Linked DNA regions of Mus musculus: region 1 is linked to region 2. Evidence: chromatin contacts called from public promoter capture Hi-C data. All regions are on one chromosome and are shown on one strand. Each heading gives the region's core, a stretch centred on a gene start, on an enhancer-like site or on the middle of the called end of the contact. The rest is flanking DNA. Distances are from core to core; before and after follow the strand shown.

Region 1 (6,209 bases), core at 3,041-5,540, 2.8 Mb after region 2:
TTTTTATAAACTGGTCAATACCTGTTGCTGGGTTTTCTTTTGGCCATAAAACCATGGAACTGAAACTTTAGGAAACTCAATTCAGAAAAGATTAAAAATGCATGCTATGTACCCTGTAAACTATTCCCAATATCCACTTTGGTGGATTTGATTAGTGAGAAATTTTTAGTGATTCCCACCCTAAGCTTATACAATGAAAAAAGTTTCCATAAATTAGACCTTTCTTTTCTCTTACTAACAGTTTTTGATACAGGATCTAAGAAATCCAGCTGTAATTTATGATCATTTTGCCTCTTCTTAAGTGAGAAAACTTTAAGCCTGAACCACAACACCCAAAGCACATTTTAAAATTAACCCCTTACCACATTTAGATTACAAAATCTTTGCTTGGCAAATTCTAAGCAATCCACATCAAACAATTTTCTCATCTATTTTATGAAATCATATCAACCTACCTAACAAAGTTCTTGTGAGGATGACTGAGGTAGTTATTATGAAGCACTTTGAGCTCTTAGGAGGAAAAGAGCCAAAAAAAAAAAAATCAAGTAAGTGGCTATTTTGTCTTTGTTTCTCATTAAGTATTATGTGGTCATGATATGACAAAATGTTTTAGTATGGCATTATAAACATAGACCTCTTGATGCACATAACATGACCATTATCATGTTAAGAATTACTAATCTCGGAACTGAATAGTAATTTCACAACAGCCAAAAGGCCCCATCCTTGTAAATTGGATCCTGTTTATTCTATACTGAGTCTGCAGCATGTAGTTATTTCAACCTAGTCATCGATCTCAAATATATTACATATTCTTAATGGTCTCCTTGGATATACTAGAGATAAAGGCCCAAGGAAAGAAAAAAAAATCCCATCAAAAACTAATAAGTATGCTTTCATTACTATCAAAGCAGCCTTTAAGCAGCAAGAAAAGAAACTCATAGCTGGTTCCTTTAGTGAATGAAAACAGTACTTTCCAAGGCCTTTTTCTATAACGTCTTCGAATTCAATGATTCTTCTCATCACATCTCCAAAAATTAAGCCAAAGTTACCAAACTCAAAACATTACAGAACTCAAGAGAATCATGGGAGAATGGAGGGCAAAGTGTCAAGAAGGTCTTTGAAACCATATCCTGTAGTCTACATTCCACAAAGTCCACGGCTTTATATTCTGAAGGACTTTCTCATCTCAAGTGTTTTGAGCAGTTTTCTACACCACCAGTGACAGTGCATGCATGCACACTGCTATTTTCACCACCAACTGGTCAAAGAACGAAGAGTGCTGACTTTTACTGTGATACCGAAAGAAAACCATAGTTTGATGCTTAACCACAAGAATAGATTTCCACAAGGTTAGTTCCCCCCCCAGGTTCCTTAGTCAAACTTACTTTTTGCTACGTTCTTCATGGCCGTTAGCACTGTTCAACTTGTTCTCATCCTAAGCAAGGTTGATAGAAGAACATCATGAGGACGAAGTGGTAACATTTCAAGTTGTCAAAGGGTAAAGGGAATAGGAATAAGAAAATACAAGACAATTTTAAAACTAATTACTTATTTACTTTAACATGGAAGGCTATAAAATTTAGATGGTATACGTTTAACCACTTTGTTGCTAATAATTAAGTCATCAAGAAACAAAAATTAAAATCTTTCCACATTTAATATGTTATATTTTACTTTCTTACATTGTTTAAGTATTAAATAAGTCATCCGGAATTACAATGTTGAAGTGGTTAAAGATTTCTATGAAACATGAAGTCATTTTGAGTTTTATTCCATGTGCTATTGTCCCTTTTGTCGGTACCATGGCTCTATTTCTGCCTAAGCCCCAAGTGGCCATGCTAGCAGCCAGCCACTATCGATTTCCTGTGACCGATGCCATTCCTGAGATCTTCGCCCATTTCCGTTGGAGGGTTGGGACTGTAAGAGCTTGATGCCACCTCTGTCACACATCTCGCCCTGAAGCAAACAGGGATTCACACTGCTTTAGTAATGTTGACTCCCAAGAACCCAAGAAAAGTTAATTAATAATCCACCAGTCCAGCCTAAACATTTCCTACTTCCATACCTGTTTACATGGAATTATATCCAAGTTAAACTAAGACAAGAAACATTAAAACAGAAAGTATGGCTTCAAGAGTCTAGCATTACAAAATTACACTATTTAAAGCTATCAGAATTCATCCAAAAGGCACCACATGGTCGTGCTACACTCCAAGACAAATGTATTATTTATAAACGGTTTAAGCGCAATGTTTTTATTCCACAGTTTGAACACATCACCAATAGTAGGATCTCTAAGTTACCAGGCTTAAGGTCTGAGACACCAGTGACAATGCATGCATGCACACTGCTATTTTCACCACCAACTGGTCAAAGAATGAAGAGTGCTGACTTTTACTGTGATACCGAAATGGGTCATATTGTATTACTGGCCAAAATACTTCCTTTCTAGTTTTGAGTGTGAAAAGCTATGGCAGGGCCTAATTAAAAATAAACACTATGGAGAGCAGTAAAACAGTCATCAAGTGACTCTAAGCTGTGATACTGTCTCTTGCTTTTTTTCTTTTCTCTCTTCTGTTCTTTTTCTTGGTTTTTTTTCCTCTTTTTTGCCAATTTCTATTCAGGGATCCAAGAATCTTAATAATTATTAACTGAAAAGCAGATCAATACCTGCCTGTATTCAGGTTTACTATCACCAGTCTTATATCTATTTATATAAAATAAAATTTAAATCTCACCCATTTCTTCTTTCAAGACTTCTAAGATTTACTTGCCAGAGACTGGTTGTAATTTATTATTCTTGGACCCCTGCAGTTTTCCCAAACCACTACATTCACCTTTTTGCTATACCAAACTGGAGCTGGTAATTCTTAGTTGAGTCATTTTACCTAGGGGACCACGGTACAGCGATAAGTCACTCAATTACTACCTTATGATTGACAGTTCACACTGGAATCAAAGGTGAATTCATGGGAGTAGAGGTGAGATATCGTTAGGCAAGTCTACAAAGAGAGATAGATGGGCATTTATTCATCACGCTGAAGTGAAACTACTGCACAATATTATTACATCAATAGCATATATTTACTTTTGTAAGTTACACGTATTGCATCTCTGATAAGGTAATCAAGAGGGCTCCGGGAAGGTTAGTTTACATTTCAGCAGTAGTTTCGTGAATAATGCTAAATTAAGAAATATATTAAAGCTCACTAGCGTGTTTTCTCACCTTCTTGTAAGGGGCCTCAAGCATGGCTTCAATATCAATATCGTCTGCCATTTTCTCTACTCGCCTGGGGAAGAACAAGACAGTCCTGTAAGTACACCTGCAATTCTGCTAAATAATAAAATAAGATAAAATGTCCCCTTGATCTCCCATCCTCAAAGCCTGAGAAAACTCCTTTGAAAGCGCTACGATGGCTAAAATTGTGCGACGCCCATCAGACAAGGCTGCCTTGGGTACGCCAAGTGTCACGTTCCTTGTACCTAAGACAGGAGCAGGACTCCAGGTCGAATTTCAAAAGCCCGCCCGCGAGCGGCTAAAAGCGCCCCCAGGAAGGATGCAGCGGAGCGCTTCCTCACCGCACAAAACCCGCGCTGCCATTTTAGCGGCGGAGGGAGACTCCCTCCGCTGGGAGGGGTTGTGTACCACGGCGGCGTTCCACGGGCGCCATGTTGGGAGGTCGCGACCAGCCCCGGCCCTCGGAAGGACAGATCTTTATCTGACCGAGGTCCCCACGGAGGTCCCGGCCGCTACCAAAAAACGCCCACGACGTCCTTGCCCGAGATGAAGGGCACGGCCGAGGAGAGGTGACCCCACCGTACCGGGAAGGCCCCCTCCCCCTCTGCGCGCCGAGCAAAGCGGCGAAAAGCCTCGGCATCGCGGAGCACCCAGCTCGGGCAGGCGACCCACTCCCCGCCGGCCGCGACGCCCCGTACCTGTGCGGGCTTCCGCGCGCCTGTGCTCGCCACGGGAAGTCGGCTGCCGCCGCCGCCGCCGCTGCTGCTGTCGCTACTGTTAAGCCACTAGGCCCAGGCCGCGGTACCGCCCAACCCGAATATCGGGCCCCGAGGGCGTCTAGGCCCAAGCGAATCTAAAAGAAACAATGGGATTAAAGGAGCCCGCGACGGAGAGCAGGGCAGCGGCTTCGGCAGCTCAGGATCCACCCCTGCGACAGCGTCGGCTAGCTCCCTGAAATGGCGGCCGCTGCTCCTCCGTACTCACAGTCACCAACACATACACACACACAAACACCCGGGGTCTCCCGGAGCCGCAAGCACGGGCTCTCGCGAGAAACTGCCCCGGGTTCCAGACTGGAAAGCACGAACTATCGCGAGATCTCTCACCGCGGCTCCCGGCGACCGTGGCCCAATCTCGCGCAATGATTGCGCCACAGATGATCACAGTTTCCCTTCCCCCAATTCCGAAAGGCTTCTCGGACTCCCCCGCCAGAGCTGCACCCAAGTCTCGCGAGGGTGCGTCCTCTATCGGGCAAAGACAGTTGGTGCCCTGACTGTCAATCTTTGGGAGGATTCCTTGCTGAGTGGTGCATCGTTGCTGTCATCCTGGCTGGTGTCATCTCCTCGCTGGGTGTGAAGGTTTCCCCTCTCAGAGCCGACCCCCACCCCGGACACCCGCCCTCCCACACAGATGGCTGTCAAGGTCGCCATAAGGCAACCTATTATAATACATATGGCTGTGGGCTAAGACAGTCGTGTCCAGACCCACCAGTGGTGAAAACGCATGCAGACAAGAACGAGCTGTACACAGGGGAATGGGAATAAAAAGTACGATTTTCTTGTCGTTTGGTGTCACCAGTTAGATGTGGGCTCGATAGTGAAGCTTCGCAACACCCTTGGAAACCGGAGGCGGTGGCCGGGCTGGGAAGAAACCGCAGTGTGTAGCTTTCTAACCCCTGAATTTAGTCGGGCTCTGAATCGGGGTGGTTTGTGACTTTAAAAGGTCCCCTCACTTTTCCCTAGGATTTTGACTGTGTGAATTTACCGCTTTTGTTTAATTTTTGTTGGATTTTATTTGGTTTGCTTTTTGTGTATTTGGGAGTGGTTAATTCTGTGGTAGAGAAGCTGAGTGATCATTGGAAGGTTTTTTTTTTCTCCCACTTTTACATAATAGAAAACGTTTTGAAATAAAATATCAAACCAGTCTGGAAACCTATCAGCAGCTTAATAATTGAGGGTATAAAAGGTCCAAAATGTCACACCTTGCTTGGTGTAGCCACTCCAACAATGTGACCTTGAGCAAGTAAATTAAGCTCTCCATATATTCCGATTCCTCCTCAAGGGGGGAATATTATAATTAGTAGCAAGGATAAGCTTGACACTAGCCAAGACTGCAAATATTCACTAATTCCCAAGTTTAGCAGGGGATGTATGTCCAGGTGGACTCTCCCTGAAAGCTCGTGAGGAGTAGGAAGAGCATGTGGAATGATGACAGGAAACTTCTTGGGGCTGGCAATGTAATACAGTTGGCAGGTGACTTTTCTAGCATGCCTGGTAGAGCTTGTCTATAGTTATGCACTCAGAAAACAGAAGCAGGGGGATTTCTGTGAATTTGAGGTCAGCCTTATGAGTTCCAAAAAATTTAGCTGATCTGGCTTTCTCTCTCAGATGTGGCACACTGCATGAAATCACTGATAGTTTCCTGCTGAAAGATTAGGCTTTCCAACTTCCCTTGTGGACTACTGAAACTTCTCTGCTCCTATAAGGGGCTACAACCTGTCTTCCTCTATAGGAATGTTAACCATAGGGTGAGTGGTGACAGGGATGCCCCTTCACCCTGAATAAGCAGTGGTCTTGCCTAACTAAGGTCAGACCAAGCCCCTCTCTGTCTTCTATCTCTCTACAGGAGCCCTTAATTAATAGTCCTGTCCTGGGCTGCCAAGTCAAGGACAACGCGTGCCACACAGTAAAAGGCTATGAAAAAGGTAGAAGGGGGACTGGAGAGAAAGGAGTAAGAGCACTGATTTGATTCCCAATACTCACTGGCTGCACACAACTACATTAAGCAGATCTGGTGATGCCTTCTGGTCTCCACAGGCATCAGGTATGCAGGTGGTGCACAGACTACATGCAAGCCAAACACATGCATGTTAAATGTGTATGTGTATGTTAAACAATTTGTTCTTGAAAAGCTAGACTGGGGACTGAAGAGAGAACTCAGCAGTGAGAGGCACTGGCTGCTCTTTTAG
Region 2 (6,113 bases), core at 733-3,232:
AACTTGTCCCAAAACATAAAGGGCTTGAAAGGTAGGACAGTGGTAAAGCATCTACCATGCATCTTGAGCCCAAGTCCCAACACAACAAAACACAAAGCCTGCATTTTACAGTCTTCCCTATTCAACCCTTCCAAGTGTGTGGCTTTGTTGGAGCTATGGATCAATTCAAAACATCTGAACCACTATCCTCTCAGAGGTGATTGTCTCAGCTGCAGATTGAAAAACTATAAGCAAAACTACCAAAGGCCAGGGTTAGTGGGGCATGCATTTTAATCTCACATGTATTAATGGGAGGCAGAGGTAAGACAATAGAAGCCCATTGACGCCAGCCTGTCCATATTGTGAGTTTTTGTTTCAAAATAAAAAAATAGTGAAATGGTGTTAGGATATGCTCAGGGATTGTGGGAGGTCCTCAGTTCAACTCTCTCCCCACCAACAGAGTCCTAATATACACCTAATTTAATCCCAGCACTTGGAAGGCAGTGGCAGGTGGATCTGAGTCCAGAGCTAACCTGGTCTACACAGTGAGTTCCAGGCCAGTCAGGTGTCTGTCTCAAAAACAAAACCTAAAATGTCAAAAACAATAACAATAAAATAATTTTAGATGTAGTTCTCCCCTCGCTTTTGGGATGAAATGAGAAGAGTGTTTCTGTTTATTGAATTTGAGTCTTGGGTGAGCACTAATAAGGACCGCTGAGTCCTTTAGGTACAAGGGTTGGACTGCTGGGTGATTTCTTCGTCTCAGCACTGGCTGCCTGTGTACTAACACCACAAGAGTACAGGGTGTTTTTTTACCCACATAAACCTTTCAAAAACTGTAAAACCTGGCCATCAATCCAGTTCAAGACTGTAGAGATGTTTCTGTACTTTGGGCCAACAAACACAGAAAAATAATGTTCTGGGTGCTTCAAACCTTATCATCCTGTCACTGCAATCAAGGAACAGAGGCTCCATTGCCCACTGTGTAGTAATAACAGCTCTCATTTATTCTACAGCAGAAGCCAAATTACATGAGCCTAATATCAGGATCTTCCACATTCTCTCCCATCTTCTAGATACTTCATGCTAATTTGTACCCCATCAAGGTTGTGGGATACTATGCTAACATTGATCAAACAGGCTCAGCGGGGTTAGGAGTAGTCAAGGAGTCACAACTAGGATTCTAAATCTAGGTTGGCTGACATTAGGACTTGACCTCTCTCCGGGCAACTGCGTCTAAATATACACTCAGGTGCATTTAGATTTCTGTGGATGGACCTTCAGTGTTTACCTACTATCGGATCATCAAATTCACCTGGCGGCAACGCTGCTGGAAACTGCAGGTGCATTCTCTGCAAACACACAGAGGTATTACAAGAGGAAATGGGTTAATCACCTAAGTCGGTCAATCGTGCAATAACCGTTTTACTGATATGAGTGTCTCTTTGCTTATTACTATGCGCCAGTTGACTCATTTAAGGGTGGGCCAAAAAGAAAAGTCCTGCTTTTTGTCACCCACCAGAAGTCCAGAAGAGAACTGTGTATGCGGTGGGGGATGGTGCAGTGGAAGCAGGGTAGCAGACTACCAACTCCAGATCCGAAACCGCACTGGACCCGCCACCAGAATCAAAAAAAAGCTTTGAACGGGTTAACCGCGCGCGCGGCCAGGGGGGAGTCCAGCCACCGCCCCTTCCCAGCACCACCTCCCAGAAACCCTCAGGCCTCCGCTAGTTCCCGAACCTCGCGAGACCCCGCCCCATCTTTTTCTGACCGACTTCCCGCCCCCTTCTTTACCGTGCTTGGAGCGCAGCGGGGTACGGAAGAAAGTGGGCGGAAAACAGGAGCCCGGGGCACTCCGGGAAATGTGGTCCAAGCACTTGAGGCAGCCATTTTCTTCCGGAGAGGGGTAGGCCAGGAAGCCAGTGAGGACTACAAATCCCAGCCACCCTTTCGGTTTGTTTTTGTTCAAAAAAAAAAAAAAAAAACCCACACTCCCCCTCCTCACTCTTCTCTCTCACACACACGCGGGCACACACATACACACACATACCCACGGCAGACACGCACGCATCCGAGCGTCGAAAGGAAAGCCGCGTCTCGCCATCCGGGCCCGCCCGCCACTAGTTCGCTCTTGGGTTTCCCAGCAGCGCGGGAACGCGGAGGCCGGAGCCGTGACCTCTGACCCCGTGGTTATGCGGAGCCGCCGCATTCCTTAGCCATCGCGGGGCTGCCGCTGCCGCTGCCACCGTGGGCGACTGACGCAGCGCGGGCGCGTGGAGCCGCCGCCGCCCCTCCCCCCAGCGCCACCCTCGCGCCGGGGTCTCGCTCTAGCCAGTCCCGGTGCGCCCGCCCTCTCCGGCCGCACCCGAGCCCTCGCACGCGCCGCCGCCGCCACGCGCCCCCCGCCGCTGCCGCCGCCTCCGCCCCAGCCCCGCGCCGCCACCGCCCCAGTCCGCCCCGCCCGAAGGACCCGCGTGGAGCCGCCACCGCCGCCGCGGAGGAGGAGGATGAAGGACAAACAGAAGAGGAAGAAGGAGCGCACGTGGGCCGAGGCCGCGCGCCTGGTGAGCCGAGCTGCCCGGGGGGCCGCGGCGGGGGGCGTAGGGGGTGGGCTCCGCGCGGCTCCCCGGGCGGGGGAGGGGCGAGGCCCTGCCCACCGCAGCAGGGGGCGGGGCCGCCCGGGTGTGGAGCTCCCGAGGTCCCGGGCCCGAGGAGGCTGGGACGCCTTTTCTCTGCATCCCCCCACCCCTTGAATTCCTGCGGAGGGGCGAGCTGGCAAGCGGCTCCTCCCCCCTCCGAGCGCCCGGGCGCCAGTCTCCCCTCCCCCCACGTTGGCAGCAGCAGCGGGGGGTCCCGGGGAAAGCGCCCGTTTATTCTTCTGCGGGGAGTTAGGTTTCCGGGAAAGGTCGGAAGTGCTTCCCCGGACTTCTTCGTGGGCAGAGGTGTGTGGGTCACTAAGACACCGTAGGGGTGGGAAAAGTGCCCCTGGTTTCAAGGACGCGAGAAGCATTTAGAGCGTTGGCAATTTAAACCAGGTGTGTGTCGGAAAGCAGTCGCTAAGGACCGATGTGAACCCTGAGTAGTGGTTCTCAAACTACTAGAGTGCCCGGTGGGAGCATACCTGGGGACTTTGTTTCAAACATTGGCACTAGGGCTCATTTTAAACACACTGAACTCGAGATTCCTCTGAGAAACAGTACTTTAGGCAGCTGCTTAAGCGATTGTTATGCCGGTGACCCTCGAATATTTAAATCACACTGAGCCCTGTGACTACAATGGGGGGTAGGCAGTTTGCAGAGGAGCAGAATACACTTTGCCAAGAATGTGTATCTGTTTGAGGCTTCCCTTCTGAGGGTTTAGTTAAAAAAAAAAAAAAGTAAATAGGTTTTTGAGCTCGCTACCTGCCCAGAGGATTTGTGGCTTTTCTGTTTCCCAAGCTTCAGTAGACTTGTGCGATAGCTTTCTTTTGGACTCAAAATACAAAGCCAAAAGACCGGAGGCATGTTCTTATGAAATGTTGCTGGTGACAATTCTAATGGTTTATACTTTTCTCGGAGATGTCACTTCCTCAGACTGCCACAGTGCAGGGTTATGGGTGCATCCTGCTTTTGTGTTGACGCCCTGTATTTTATATGTAATTGTTATAATTTAGTTTTAATGGTGGAGTGAAGCTCAGCTTTCTTCTAGCCGTTCCTTTTACTGGAAAGTGAGTTCTGTCTGCCTCAAAAGTGTTGGAGGTTGATAAAGATCTAGAGTGAACCCTTTTTTTTTTTAGAGTCTGTGAAAGCCGGTTATTCATTTACCCATGGCTGTTTGAGCTACCAGAGAATTTCCACTGGTATTCCTGATCATCGCTCTTCTCCTGTTACCCTGGGAACAGAAACAGGGATTGTTTGTGTGAAAGATGTAGTTTATTTTTTGCTTGGCATATGAAAATTGAAACTCCGAGGTGGTGTATTTTTCCTTCTGTGATTCAATCAAAACTAGAACTTTGCCTAGTATTTATGATTTTTGGAACTTAATGATTTCTTCATGCTTCTCTTAATAAATTTAAGTCTGAAGGAGCTTAGGAGAAAGCTAAAATGTAGGTTTTTTTATTTTATCATGGAAGTTGTTGGATCTTGACCATTGAAGTTCTAAGTTTCTGTGTGCAGGTGTTTATGACTCTGGGCACCCAAGGAATATTTGCTTGCCAGAACCCTACTTGTTAGAGGTAGGTGAAAGTACCTTCAGATCCTGTGTTATTTATGTCCTGACAGCTCTGAAATCTTCTCCTCTCAAAGCTCTTTGGGCTCTTATTAATTGAAAGGCTCTGGCAGTTTGGAATCCACTGTTATTTTAAGCCTCTTTAAGTTCTTAAATTTACTGTGGTTTGAATTCCAAGGTTAAGGTTGCTATTTCTATTTTATCATTGGCTCACCTTCAAGCTCAATTATCTGAAGTTATTTCTCTTTTTCTACTGTGGCTCTTCAGTTAAAAATAGTAATCTGAACAGGAATTTCTTTGTGGTGTAGTTGTACATTTGAAAGAGGACTTGTGGGAACATGGTATGCAATTTTGCATATCTTTTATGTGCTTTGTATTTTAGAATTTTCTGTGCTTTTTGTGGGGGTGGATGGGGGAGTGCAAAGTCGTCTTCCCATTAAAAAGAAAAAGTCCCGCTACACTGAGTGCTGGGAGTTTTTGCTTTTACTTCATAAAGGAACACCTGGCAAGCAGTGAGCTACAATGGCAATGCAGTCAGTTTTGCCACAAGGTTACTATTGGTAACTGCTTTTGGACAGTTGAAATTAGATCACATGTTATGGCGACTCATGTGCTTGTCAGGTGGGGGTTTCTAATCGCTCTTGGCCTTGCTCAAATTGGGGAGTAGATAATAACCTTATATATGCCATTTTGACGTAGGAAAGCTTACAGGATTCTGGAGAATTCTAGCAGAGTAGCCGACTCCTGCAGATGGGTTTTTGCAGTTGTTAGATTTAAGAAGTGGACATTCTTCTCTCAGATGCCTTACAGAGTGCATGGCATTTCTAGCTATCGGAAGTAGAGATGTGGAATAAATATGCCATCTTGTTAGGAACAATTTGGGAGAAACAGCCAAGGAGATTTTCTTTTAAATTGTGTACTACACTTAAATAGATTTCTCTGGCTTTTGAGAAATGCTACATTGCATGCTTTGTTTTTGCTCTGATTCATGTCTGAACATTCTTTTTTTTTTTTAAGATGTATTTATATTTATTTATTTATTTATTTATAAGTACCTAAGTACACTGTAGCTGTCTTCAGATGCACCAGAAGAGGACGGCAGATCTCGTTACGGTTGGTTGTGAGCCACCATGTGGTTGCTGGGATTTGAACTCAGGACCTTCGGAAGAGCAGTCGGTGCTCTTAACCGCTGAGCCATCTCTCCAGCCCATGACTGAACATTCTTATATCAAACATTTTTTTCCTTTCAAGTAGAGAGTTTTTTCTTTCCTTCAAAAAAATATGTGGTCTAGAAAGACTAGCAATAGAGCACTGCTGGATTGTTCTGAAAACTAGTGGTTTATATACAATTTTAATGAAAATGAGTACTTTATATCTTCATACGTAATATCTCTTTAGAAGTTTTTTTTCTTCTGTTTTAAGATTCTCAGGGTCTTTCTGGCTACTGTTTAAATAATTGGTAGGTATTTTTTTCAGTCATGCTCTTTTTTTCCCTTGTAGGAGATTTGTTAGATTTGTGTGTGTGTGTGTGTGTGTGTGTCAGTGTCAGGAGAGGCCCAGAGTTAAACAGGTATTTTGGTTTCTGTCTTTTGTTTAGGAATAAATATGCTTAGTTCCTCACTTCCCTTTGAAGTATCCTGGCTTGGGAGATTACTTTTACTGTGGAACAATGGGTTCACTGAAAAAGAGATTTGACTCTGCTGATATAGATTAGGGAGTGCTTCCAGAGGGAAGGTAGTTTCTGATCTGAGCCTTGAACAGTTAGTGAGATGTAGGTAGGCCTGTCACAGAGGCAGAAGCTGATGAAAAAAACATGGCTGAAGGAGGAGAGAAAAACTACATGGGTGTGAATATATTTGCAAAGTGTGCAAATGGGGTGAAACAAAGAGGAATTGCAGGTATGAAGATGTGTGGGTCGGTGAGGCAGT

Evidence for each region. Promoter capture Hi-C pulls out the DNA fragments that hold promoters and counts their contacts.
Region 1: a promoter capture Hi-C map of pre-B cells shows a contact between it and region 2, with 4 times the contacts expected there. The contact joins the promoter of Rbm39 here to the promoter of Asxl1 in region 2. A contact is called at or near these places in 1 of 39 promoter capture datasets (pre-B cells), 1 of 115 datasets of contacts at active chromatin or transcription factors (thymic regulatory T cells) and 1 of 9 other capture datasets (liver).

The regions. Positions count from the first base shown.
Region 1 is chr2:156,175,948-156,182,156 of GRCm38.p6, forward strand. It overlaps Rbm39 (RNA binding motif protein 39), which reads right to left and starts at 4,291. Exons shown (of 17, transcript NM_001291114.1): 1 at 3,940-4,291; 2 at 3,230-3,293; 3 at 1,389-1,438. The coding sequence starts at 3,280.
Region 2 is chr2:153,343,848-153,349,960 of GRCm38.p6, forward strand. It overlaps Asxl1 (additional sex combs like 1), which reads left to right and starts at 1,983. Exons shown (of 13, transcript NM_001039939.2): 1 at 1,983-2,543. The coding sequence starts at 2,487. 2500004C02Rik (RIKEN cDNA 2500004C02 gene) reads right to left here and starts at 1,963. Exons shown (of 2, transcript NR_040318.1): 1 at 1,774-1,963.